3 separate regions of the Mus musculus genome follow, and all the other regions are linked to region 1. A link is a contact called in public Hi-C data. All regions are on one chromosome and are shown on one strand. The core of a region is the stretch at or near the end of the contact, and the rest is flanking DNA. Distances in the headings are between cores, read along the strand shown. Region 1 has its middle 41 kb from the start of Gm12724. Region 2 has its middle 68 kb from the start of Gm29922. Region 3 has its middle 67 kb from the start of Gm29922.

Region 1 (4,017 bases), core at 1,072-3,571:
AAGTTACTAAATCCTCAGTCTTTCCAGATGTAGAAGGGATGATGACTCTGGCATGATTGTTGAAATGAACGAATGTACACCCAGCACTTATCACCACCTCTGACTCAGTGATAAGGAGCGATAGAGCAAGACCTTGGACACCCTCATCTGCTGTCTGCACATACACATGGGCGTGTGTGCCCCCTGTACACACGTGCACATGTATCACACACACTCACACATATATACACTCGCTCCCAAGTACAATGTATAAACGGTCCTCTGTTGACAGAGATTAGCATCACTTGTGCTGGGCAAAGGGAATTCATCCGCGGTCCAGCTCCAGCATCACACAGCAGAACAGTGAAGCATGCCAGTGCTGTGACAATGAGCTGATGGACGTGCTAAAACCAGGTTTATGTGTGTCCCACATCAATTCTACTGTAATAACACACTTTCTACTTTTGGCTTTCCTCTCTTTAAACTGGCAATGGTATTTACTTTGGTCATGGGAATTCTGTTACCTTATTTTAATAAGCTAATGCTGTGGCTTTCCCTGCCTCCAGGGATTGTTGGCCTATATCGGTCCACGAGGGCAAAGGGAGCAGAGATGGGGACGAACAGGGCTGGGTTCGGAAGCCCTGTGAGTATGTACAGTGATTAAGACACCCGGACCAGCTGCAGGGAGTCAGACCAACTTTACTTGGGGATGATTCAAGGCTTATGAAGTTTTGGAGGATCGAGGGTGGAAACATCCAGGATGGGCGAAAGTTGTTGGCTAAAGGGTTAGGGTACCAGAGTGCCTCATTAGCATGGGGAAGCATTTCAGGAATCTCAGGTGCTAGCTGAATGGGTTCTTACGAGGAGAAAGGAAGCTGAATCCATGATCTAACTAAAGCTACATGACATCCTGCCGGTAGAGGTGTGTGGTAAGGGGTTTGAGTTCCCTAGATGAGGTCAGAGAAGGGAAGTCCTGCCAATGAAGGGGGCCCTCCATATTATGCCAAGTCTCAGAAGGCTATCTGGTCAATGGTAGAATTCAACCTTAATTAGCAGAGTTTTCCCATGTAATATGTGTATAGGTCTGGCACATTGTGGAAGCGTATTGAGAATTGTTTGTCTTTGTTCTTACCGGTTGTCTTTGAATAGAAGACAGGAAAGCCAAGGGGCAGGGCTCAGGGGCTGTGTGAGGAGTAGGAAAGAAGAGCTGGAGGGGATAGAAGACAGCAAGGAACAGTGTCTTCCAGACACAACAAGGATGACACACCTAAGAACTCACAGAGACTATGCCAGCATGCACAGGGTCTGCACGAGTCCCCGTGCTAGGAGGGAAGTGGACACAAACCCACATCCCTAACTCAGATGCTAATCTCCAGGTGATAACCACTCACAAAGCACAAATTAGTTTTCTCCAGTGGAGACTTACTGGATACGCAAACCACACTGAAGGGCAGACCTCTTGACTAGCAGAAGATGGCAACAGGAAATGGGCTCAATAGCATTTGTTTGGGAATTTCTTTTTCTTTTTCTTTTTGGCCTTACTGGTCTTTTGTGTGCATATCATGCTTTCTGATTCTGTGTTTTTATGGTTTTTCTCTCTCTGTTTCTGATGTTTTTCCTTTTTTCTCTTTTAGTTTTATTTTTATTCTGGTTTGTTTGTTGGCCTGTTTGTTTTCTGAAGAGAGAAAGAAAGGTCATAGAGTTGGGTGGGAGGGAAGGGGGAGGATCTAGAAGGAGTTAGAGGAGGAGAAATTGGGATCAGTACATATTATATACTATATATATGTATATATAGTACATGTCACTTGTATAAAATTATTTTCAATAAGAATAAGTGCTAGAAAATTAATTAGAGGGAACTGTTTCTAATTTTGTAGATGAAAAAGCCCAGTTATAGAGACAGATGGCTTTGCTTAGGTGGAGGCCATCTATGGTGACACTGGGAGAAGTCATTGGGCCTAATTCCCAATTCCTATTTCACATATCACACTCCTGCATAAAATGTGGCATATTTGTCATGACTATAGCGTATGACATCATTCAACACTGGCTGGCCACTCTCTCTGTTGCACAATCCTAGGGCTTCATCTTGTTTACCAGGGGAAAAGGTTATTTTGACCAGCTCAGATTTTTCCCTTAGAGATCAAGTTAGTATCTTTATTTATTACTGAAGTTTCAGTCTGTGACAAGTCAAGTTTATGAACAATATTAACCTTAGGACACGGAGAGGGCCCAGGAATGTTTATATTCCCCTGCTGTAAAGTGTTCTCTTGGACTCCTGTCCATCCACAGCATCGATGGGTGTTACCTAAGCTGGAGATGTGGCAATCACATGCTGGTCTGAGTCATCTGGACTTTCTCTCAGCTCCTGCAGGACTTTCCATCTGTGGGTTCTCTTCTCATTTTCCTGTCCTCCCTGGGGAATTGGTTTCAGCTGTGTCTCCTACACTGACAACTGCCAGTCTCCAGGCCAGCTCTCTCTGGCCACCTTTAGATTTCCATTTCCAATGTTTTCTGGACAGATCCAAAGGAAGGTCTTTGGAGACCTCCACCCTAGCCCTCCCCTCCCACAGGGTGTTGACACCTTCCAGATCTGCTGCTCCGACTGACAGACATCTGGAGTGGTACCTCTGTCCACCAACGGGGAGGCAGAATAGTTAGCTACAGGAACGTCTCCTGTCACTTCCCAAACACACTCTGTATTTTTAGTCTAAGTCTCTGATGTGGACCACAGGCACTGCCTGCTCAGATCCAGCTCTACCCAGCTTGGTTTCTGGTGCTGTCTGTCACTCATCGCTCCACTCTTCTATTTACCTTACATTGCCACTGATGTCTGGGAGAGCCCAATTGCTCTTACAGACTGTTTCCTTCGATGCCTTGATTTCCCAGTTGTGTCTAGCTAACACATCCTCATCTGTTGGGTCTCAGCTCAGATTTCATGTCTTAGGGATCCCTTTCTAGAGACTTCTGCACCACTGCAATTGAAATGTTCCTATTACTTTTCTTCTGCCATAGGTTCCAAGTTATAATTGCAGGTTTATCTTGATGCCCATGTGATTATTTATTTTAGTTAAGCATTTTTCATCGATTGTACTTGGGGCTGTGTTATATAAGGGCACTTTCATACGAATACAAATTTCATACAAATTGAGTATAGTCTCCCACCATATCCTCTTCCTTTTCTTCTTCCCTCTTGTCCTGTTAGGTTCCTTTATTCCCTTTGTCAGCTTCCCTCTACTTCCATGCCACAGATACATGCATAATTCCTATAATATAAAATCTAGGAAACACAAAATAGAGAAAACATGATGTTTGTCTTTCTGAGGCAGGATTAATTTGCTCTGTGATTATCAGCAGTTGTATTGACTCTCCTGCAAATGTTATAACTTTGTTCTGTGCCATGGTTAAAACAAACTCCATTGTGTATATACACAACATCTTTGTCATCTGTTCCTTCATTGATGGATGCCTCCCTATTATGGGTAGTGTTGCAGAAAACATCAATGCGCAGGTATCTCTGCGATGTGCTTGCTCAGAGTTCTTTAAATATCCAGGTTCACTACCTGGCAGAAGCAATTTATGGGAGGAAGAGCTCCTTTTGGCTCAGAGTTAACAGGGTTTCAATCAATCACGGCAAGTAAGGTACGGTGGCTGGAGTGAGTCAGTCACAGGATTGGGAATGCGCAGAAGCTCTCTCTCACACGTCACTCACCAGGAGACAGAGTTCTAGCAGGACCTGGGCATGGAACCCTCAAGGCCTACATCATCTGGCTAGGTCCTGGGTCCCAAAGGTTCTGCAACCTACTAAAACAGCCCCATTAGCTGGGGACGAAATGTTCAAACATCTAAGCTTGTTGAGGACATTTCACATTCAAATAATGACAGCTAACTTCGGAACAATGGTCTCCCCTGATACCTGCACAGTGTGCTTGGCATAAAGTGAGCCCTCAGTAAGTAGCCATTCAATAAACGAACAAGCAGTCTGTGTTCAGATGCAGCTCTTCCATTTCCTCCTCCAAACAAGAACGACTACCAACT
Region 2 (4,017 bases), core at 449-2,948, 420 kb after region 1:
TTGGTATGGAGTAAATTTCCCGTGTTTACAGCATACGAATTGATACATTTTGAGGTTTTATATGTCCATGAAACTATTTCCACATTGAAGATATAACAATATCTGTTAGGCGCTCTCTCCAGAGTTTTCTCATGTGGTATGGGGCTCCCGCTTCTGCTTCCTCCTTGCCCTTCACCTCCTCTTCCTTTTCCTCCTCTTCTGCCTCTTCCTCTTCTTCTTCTCCTCCTTTTTCTTCAAAATTAATAATAGTACCACCCCTACTTAGTTGCTATACTATAAATGAAACAAAGGGATGGTGTGTGGAATAGAGCCATGGCCATTGGTCTCAGTTCCTGGTAAGGTCCCCACCCTGCACTCCACTATGGTGGATTTTCTCTCTTGCTCACTTGAAGAATGGCTAGAAGTGTCTGTGCAAGGCCAACTTCAACTATTCCAGACATCTCATTACATTTGGAGAGGTGTGGCCTACAGGTCTGAGCAGAACAGGAAGCGCCCCTCCCCTCCCACCTTTGATAAATATTTCTTGTCAAGATTATCTTACTGGATATACATCCAGCACCCAGCAGTTATCTTCAGGCCTGCTGTAGGGGAAGCCAGCTATTTGGCTTGAAATTGTTTAAGTTGCTAATAAACAAATCTAAGCCAAGTAAATTGCATGGAGAATGTAGCAGGGGGAGGGATACAGACATTCCAATGTCTGCATAATTGTGTTTGGCAATGATGTCTCCTTTGAAGCTAATTAAAAAGTGTGGGCAGGTTATTTTTAACTCTCTTAATTCTTACCCTCAGCTCTCTCCTTATCTTATCCTCGATCTATTCTAAGGAGTAGTAAAACTTTTACTGAGGGGAAAATTCCTAAATAACTGAACGCCATGCTCTGCCCACGTCATCCATACCACCATGGAGTTTCCTCTGCCCAGTGCATGTACTTCTCAAATGCGTTCTCATTCCCATCTGATATGGGTTCTCCTCTGACTGCCCCATGAGACCTTCTCATGCATCTCATGACTCTTCCTGATGCTCAGATGCTCACATAGACAAACTAGATTCATTTTCTCAAGAGCAGATCCATTTACTAGTTACTCATCTGTAACCGTTCTTTTCCTTCTCTCCCTCTCTCTCTCTCTCTCTCTCTCTCTCTCTCTCTCTCTCTCTCTCTCTCTCTCTTTGGTCACCTTTTCTTTTTTGAGAGCGTGTCTCACTATATATCCCCATCTGACCAGGAACTTGCTGTGGAGACCAGGTTGGCCTCAAACTCACAGAGATTCATCTGCTGTGCCTCCTGAGTGCTATGATAAAAGGTGTGAATCATCATGAGTGGTATATAAAATAATTATTTAACAAATGTCAGTTGTACTATTTTGTGTCCCAGCAGGAAAAGCATGGAACATGCATATGAGTAAGAATGATTTAATAAACACAGGAAACTCTAGAATAAGAACCCCAAAGATGGAAACAATGGGGTTCATGTCTGCCGGTCAGAAGTCTGTTTTCTTCTGCTACAGTGGAATACACAGGACTGAAAGGAGGTTTATTACTCCTGGTTCTGGAGACTTAGAGGTCCAAGGTCATGGTGACATCTGGCAATGTGACGAGAGCCTTCTGTTGCATCAGCCTTGACAGAAGGTGGAAGAGAGCATCAGGCGGGGGGGAAAGAAGGATGATTCAGTGCTGATGAAAGGCAGGGCAGGGTCTTCATGACCCAACAACCTCTTAAAAACAGCTCCTGATCACAAACACTGGAGGACACATACAAATCAAAGCACTACCCCTGGGTCAGAAAATGGAGGATGAGGACATAGTCTCCGGAATGTGTGAGACAGAGACAAAGGCAGAGACAGAACCCTGACTGCTGCTCAAAGGATTGCAGCCAATGTATAACATCCTGGTTAGGATGAAACTGGAAAGTTTACACCTAACCTTTGTCTGTTCCTTTGTTTTCTCATTTGCTTGTTTCCTTCCTTCTCTCACTCTATATCTTGTAACACTTTCTCTTGATTTTAATTCTATCTGAAAACAAGCCAAGGGACATGTGTTAATGCCATGCCTATCAGTCTGTCTTCCCGGGCACAAGTCTGGTAGCCAGTTAGGCATGGAGAGGCAGATAAAATATGCTGCACAATACTTTGTGAAAACCAGCGTCTACCGAACTGTTAATAAGAGAACCACCCAGTTGTGCAAATGCATTTGAGCATCCTATACACACTTCCACCTTGCTTGGTAGAAGGTTGGTTCCCCTGCCTTGCAAAGTTGCTTCGTCCTTCTCACCTATCCTGTTGCTGTCCTGCTGTTTTGATTTGGCAGTTCACCCAAATCAGAACCACTGGAGACTTGACACTCACCCTCGGTTCTCCCTTTCTCTTAGGTTACTGCACTTCTACCTACTAATGCCCTGGGTGATAGCACACATTAAGGACTAGCAGATCTTAGAATCTGTTTCCATATGCAGTCAGGAGGACCCCACTTACTAACAAATTTGTTAGAAGAACCTGTGATTTGTCAAACAAGTAAGAAATCAAGAGTGTGAAGTTTTAAGTGAATCATGGATGCTAACACAGGGGAAGACTTGAGACTAGAAGCTAAATTCTCTCTCTCTTTCTCTCTCTGACACACACACACATACACACAAACACATACACATTGATACTATCCACATTCACTCAGTCATTAGTGTTCATGATTCTCTCAACAAATTTCCTAGTTTTATGCTCCCGAGTTCCACATTCACAATAAACTATAATTTTTTTTTTCTATCCATACACGGCACTTCGAGCCCATCAAATAAATCTTCTCCCGTATTTACCACTTCACTGAGCTACACATATATTTCTCCTGGTATTTTATTGGATGATGTTAAAAGTGACATGCATCGTCCTATTTATTTTATTCTTTGCCTTTAGGAATAGGGAAGTAACTGAGGCCTCTAAGAGCCCATTAGAGTAAATTAATTGGATTCTCACTGAGGCTTAGGAATTCTAAAATGAGTTTGTTTGCTATTAGCTTGATTCCAAGTTGTGTGTGTCTGTCAGCTCTCATCTTGATATTTGAGAACAAGCATTGACCGTTGCCTGGGCACTGGCCTTACATGCTCTACAGTAATAATGCCACTGCTCTATGTTTTGCAGGGGCAACATACCCAGAATCCCTTGCATGGTTGTCTGTTTGGCAATATGTTCTCAGCAAGTGAGTTGACTAGACATCTATCTCAGAGCATATTCAGTTGTACATATTTCTAAATGTTTGATATGATTTTCAAATATGGTGTGAAGGTTATGAGACATAGTCCCTTGCAGTTGAACTTAGGTGTCACAAAATGAGAGAGAGAGAGAGACAGAGACAGAGACAGAGACAGAGACAGAGACAGAGACAGAGAGAAAGCACAACATAGGTACAAGAACCATATTTAGCACTAAGTAGGCAGAGAGTTCAATTCTAGGAGATATTAGGGCAAACTTCCCTGAAAATTCTGAAATGAGACCAGGTTTTTACAGGATAAAGGCCATACAGGAGGAGCATGTACAAATATATAGAATTATGAAATAATATACTTCTTCTAAAACATTGGAAGTCTTGCACACACTCATTAAAACGTTTCCACTAGGGATTTAAAAGTGTGCATTTAATAAATATTTTCCATTTACTGTAAACTGCTTAACATGCTGCATAAAAAGACCTCCAAACTCAATGGTTAAAACAACAGTGGGTGGCTATCATTCGTATTTCTTGAAGCCCACAGGAGGTCTGTTGACAAGAGACCTCAGTGGAGCTCTGCTGGGGTAGCCCTGCTCCATGGGACCAGTGGAATGACTGAATACAGCCTTCTCAGGGTTGAAGGCAGATATGTAAGAAACATCTTCAAACCTGAATTCAGTCTGGCTGTACTATCAATTCTGCCATCTTACGTCGTCCTAGATAAACTGAATTGTCAAGGTGCCACAATTTATGGCAGTGGAGCCATGATGAGGGCCTGCCTCTGGCATGGCTGAAAGTTCCAGGCTATTGGGAGAATCAGCATCA
Region 3 (4,017 bases), core at 539-3,038, 280 kb after region 1:
GTGTGTGTATGTATGTGTATGTGTATGTATGTATATGTAGAGGCCAGAGGAGTATTATGATGTGTCTTCTTCTATGGTTTTCATCTGTTTTTGAGAGCATGTGTTACTGTTCTGGCTAGTTTTATGTCAACTTGGTACAAGCTAAAGCTAGCTGAGAGGGAACCTCAGAGGGAAAAAAAAAGCCTCCATAGGATCAGGTTGTAGGCAAGCCTATAGAGAATTTTTTAAATTAGTTATTAATTCAGAGGGTATAGCCCATTGTGGGTGGTGCTACCCCAGGCTGGTTGTCCTAGGTTCTATAAGAAAGCAGATTGATCAAGACATGAGGAGCAAGCCAGGAAGCAGCACTCCTCCATGGCCTCTGCATCAGTTCCTGCCTCCAGGTTCCTGCCCTGTTTGAGTTCCTGTCCTGACTTCCTTTAATGATGCACTGTGATGTGGCCAAATGAATGCTTTCCTTCCCAACTTGCTTTAGTCACAGTGTTTATCCCAGTAATAGAAACCCTGACTAGGACAGCCCCGAGCCTTGAGCTTGCTGTTTCAGTTAGGCACAAGCTCCTAGAGGAACCATTCTAAGCCCTTAACACTGGGCTTATAGGCTTGATGTTAGGGATTTGAACTCAGGTCCTCTTGCAGTCATGGTAAGTGTTCTTACTTAAGGAGCAATCTCTCAACCCCCTTTCTTTGTTTCTGTTTGTTCTCAGGCTTGGCAAGTAAACTAGGAGCTCACACAGATCTTGCCAGGAAAGATCTCTACATTGACCTATAGTCTCAGCCCTTCTTATGCTTTTTAATACACTAATATCCCAGACATGTTGGGCCCAGAATTTCCATTTCTGGGTCTGAAACTGTGTATCTATCAGCTAGTGGTCAGCTTTTAACACCCCTACTAAAACTGTGGCCTCAGCCAAATAGTAAGCAATAGGTTTTAAACAGCATCACTGAAGATGCCCCAGCTCTAATGTGTGTGTGTGTGTGTGTGTGTGTGTGTGTGTGTGTGTGTGTGTTGGGGGGCAGTCACAAACTTTGTTTGCTACAGAGCTGTCCCAAGGGTTCTAAAGTGAAGAAGGAAAGGCAGAGAGGTATGCATTGGGCTGGTGTGTGTGTGGGGGCAACATGAAGCCTGGAAAGGAGAGGGATAATAGAGATAATAGGGAGATATGGGAGGGGAGAACGGGGGTGGGGGAGAAGACAGAAGAAGAGGGAAGAGGGGAGAGGAAGGAGGAGGTGGTGGGACAAGAGAGAAAGTTGTCAGGCAGATGTGGAAAAGAGTAGAAAGCAGAAGGCATACGGTGAGCAGGCTTTTCTAGCTGACACAATGGTAACTTCCCTACTCACTGGACAGCCTGTTATTTGTGGATTTGAGCTTGTTGGATCAGTACGTTTTATGATCTGAAATAATCTATTCAGAGCCAGTGTCTTGAGGAGAGGGTTGCCTACGGCTGGGATCTCAGTTCACTCTGCCAACAGGGCTTTGAGAAGCCTGTAAGGGTGTCACGGTATCAGGGGACCAAGAGGACTCGCATCTGGTGCTGAGTGAGGAATTGAGATTAAGTGGGGGTATCTGGGGATATAGATCCCCCTCCCCCATTGATGACCAGGCAATGTGTGCCCTAGAGAGAGCCTGGGGTTTTGGCTCTGCAGTTGCTTTGAAAGAAAGAAGCAGATCACTGCATGCAATTTATTATTTTTTAGGACATAATAGCTAACAGTTCTGAAAACACTCTGGCTGTGCTCCACAGCTCATCAACTCGCACAGCGCCAAGGAATGAAGGAGAAAGTCCAGATGTACCAGAGTGCTGCTGAGGTACGGGGTGCTGTGTTTCCTCTCCTAGGGACCTGGGGTAGTCCCCACCTGTACGAGCCCCTTGCACCAATAGCCTCAAGCTTCCTGAATAGTGTTCAGGTTTGATCAGATCCAATAGGAGTCCTAATTGTTGGTGTCGAGAAGTTATGGAAAGTTCAAGGGATGGGACAGACCGGAGGTTTGCCCTGTCTTCTTCTTTGCTGTGGCCTCGGGATGCCATATGGCTGCTGTGACCCTAGATGTGGCTCAGAGGTCTCAGCTCACAGTGTGGGCCCCTCTGTCTGTGCTCCTGCAGGCCTTGAGGGTTGCAGCCTTGGTGTCACCAGGAGGCTCCCAGACCCCTCAAGCTGCACAGCTGTGTGGCTGTCATATTGCCTGTGTTCCTTTAAAGCTAGTCACTGCCCTGACTGTGGGGGCAGAGCTTGGTAGGCCACACTGAACCAAATTCTTCCTTGTCATGCACAGGCCGACCACCACTCATCCACAGCCTGCAGCTCTTTTATTTGAGGAGACAGGTGGAAACAGACCTCCGGAGGGCCAGGCTATGGCCAGGTTCACACTTCACAGCCTTCGCAGCTGTTAGAACTTGGCAAGCCTCCAGAGGTGATCCACTCATGACAGCGTTCATGAAGTAGGATCCCTTTTCCCTTCACAGGGCGATCAGAGGGCTCAAAGAACACAAAAGTATTTAACCAAAGCTGAGAGCTGTGTACATTTGATGATCGTTATTGTGTTGAGCTGATCCTAGAACATAAAGAAGAGATGTGGGAGCCAAGGAAGGATTTCTTGTTCTATTCCCCTCCCTCCCTCCCTCCCTCCCTCCCTCCCTCCCTCCCTCCCTCCCTCCCTCCCTCCCTCCCTCTCTCTCTCTCTTTCTCTCCCTTGCTTCCTTCTGGAGCACCCTAGTATCTGCCTTCAGCCTAGAAAAACATGGAGGAATCAGACTTAGAACATACCATGGCATACAAATAATATTCTCTTAAATGATCAGAGCAAGCAAATATCTTGCCTTCTTCTAGAGAAAGAATGAGGAGATGCTACCTCATGCGGGGGTGGGGGGGGTGGGGGTGGGTTTGTTCAACAGCTTGGCCTTCAGCTGGGGCCACCTGCTTCACCTGTGACAAGTTGGATCCTAGGTGCCCCTTGCTTCTCTGTCCCCTCTTCTATCACTTGGCATGGCTGTGTCCATTTCTATGGACAGTCATGAGAACTACATCGAACCTGCCACATGATTTCCTAGGAAATAACCATCTCTAGAGTGAGAGCTTGTTAACCATCTCCCCTCCCAACCTCCAAGTGCATGCTGCACTGTCCCTGTGGGGAAGATGAACCCTGGGACTTGTATGGAATACCATATTCTCTCGGGGCCCAGAACTCATCTGCAATAGGGAAGATATTTTTAAGTTCTTGTTGTAGCTTCTAGACCTTTCCCCAGCCCAACAGTATTGCTTGGGTTGCACTAGATCTCTATCTGTGCTGTCTTCCAGCTAGTTCCCTGCTCCAGATGTAGTCGGAAACTGGAGACACGGACCAGAAGTCAGCTGCTTCCTCTCTCTGGGCATGCTGTTGTCTATAGAAGGCCTTGGTCTGGATATATGTGGTTCCTGCCTTCTAGCACGGACGCACCCTGATTTTGTTTTAGGGACAGTTTCCTATATGAATGCTTTGTGTCTGCAACTAATGAGCTCTATTTATATTGCTCTCTATGCAGCCAAGGCTCTGAGACAAAACTTGGCTCACTTGCACATTTAAGCCCCTTGCAGAGGCCGTGGTAGACTTGGTATCCTCCAGTTATGGAAACACAGGGCTGGCTTGAGGATTTGGGGAGATATTAACTGGAGAAATCAGAATTAGCTCAGATGCATTAGATGGTTGGGCTAGAATAGGCTGTGTTCTGTTTTGCAGCCATGGGACTGATGAATATGCACAGCCAAATCTGTGTGTGTGTGTGTGCGCGCGCGCGTGTGTGAGTGTGTGTGTGTGTGTACACGTGTGCGCATGCATGCTCCTATATGTGTGCATGTGTGGGTGTGTATATGTATGTGTGTGTGCACATGTGTGTGTGTGTGTATGTGGGGGGAGCATATGCACACACATGTGCATAGATGCATGTCTTCACTCTAGAATCCAGGTGAATATTGAAGGGTTTATTTGGACCTTTACCGTGTACGAATATCTCACCATTTTCCATTAAACCCTTCAGAGTTGAT

Evidence for each region. A called contact is a pair of places that touch in the nucleus more often than the background predicts.
Region 2: a Hi-C map of uterus shows a contact between it and region 1, with 5 times the contacts expected there. The contact joins two enhancer-like sites. A contact is called at or near these places in 1 of 484 Hi-C or Micro-C datasets (uterus) and 1 of 115 datasets of contacts at active chromatin or transcription factors (fibro-adipogenic progenitors).
Region 3: a contact with region 1 is called in a Hi-C map of uterus, with 1.9 times the contacts expected there. The contact joins two enhancer-like sites. A contact is called at or near these places in 1 of 484 Hi-C or Micro-C datasets (uterus), 3 of 115 datasets of contacts at active chromatin or transcription factors (the 230-238 cell line, fibro-adipogenic progenitors and heart atrium) and 1 of 9 other capture datasets (embryonic stem cells).

Annotation. Positions count from the first base shown.
Region 1 is chr4:106,194,010-106,198,026 of GRCm38.p6, reverse strand. No RefSeq gene overlaps it. Among named protein-coding and RNA genes, the nearest start is that of Gm12724, 41 kb to the left of the region's middle. Within about 2 kb of position 2,321, at least 53 of the 459 cell types and tissues checked have an H3K27ac peak or open chromatin away from gene starts, as enhancers often do. A contact at or near this core is called in uterus, where this site is marked.
Region 2 is chr4:105,775,677-105,779,693 of GRCm38.p6, reverse strand. No RefSeq gene overlaps it. Among named protein-coding and RNA genes, the nearest start is that of Gm29922, 68 kb to the left of the region's middle. Within about 2 kb of position 1,698, at least 6 of the 459 cell types and tissues checked have an H3K27ac peak or open chromatin away from gene starts, as enhancers often do. A contact at or near this core is called in uterus, where this site is marked.
Region 3 is chr4:105,910,207-105,914,223 of GRCm38.p6, reverse strand. No RefSeq gene overlaps it. Among named protein-coding and RNA genes, the nearest start is that of Gm29922, 67 kb to the right of the region's middle. Within about 2 kb of position 1,788, at least 11 of the 459 cell types and tissues checked have an H3K27ac peak or open chromatin away from gene starts, as enhancers often do. A contact at or near this core is called in uterus, where this site is marked.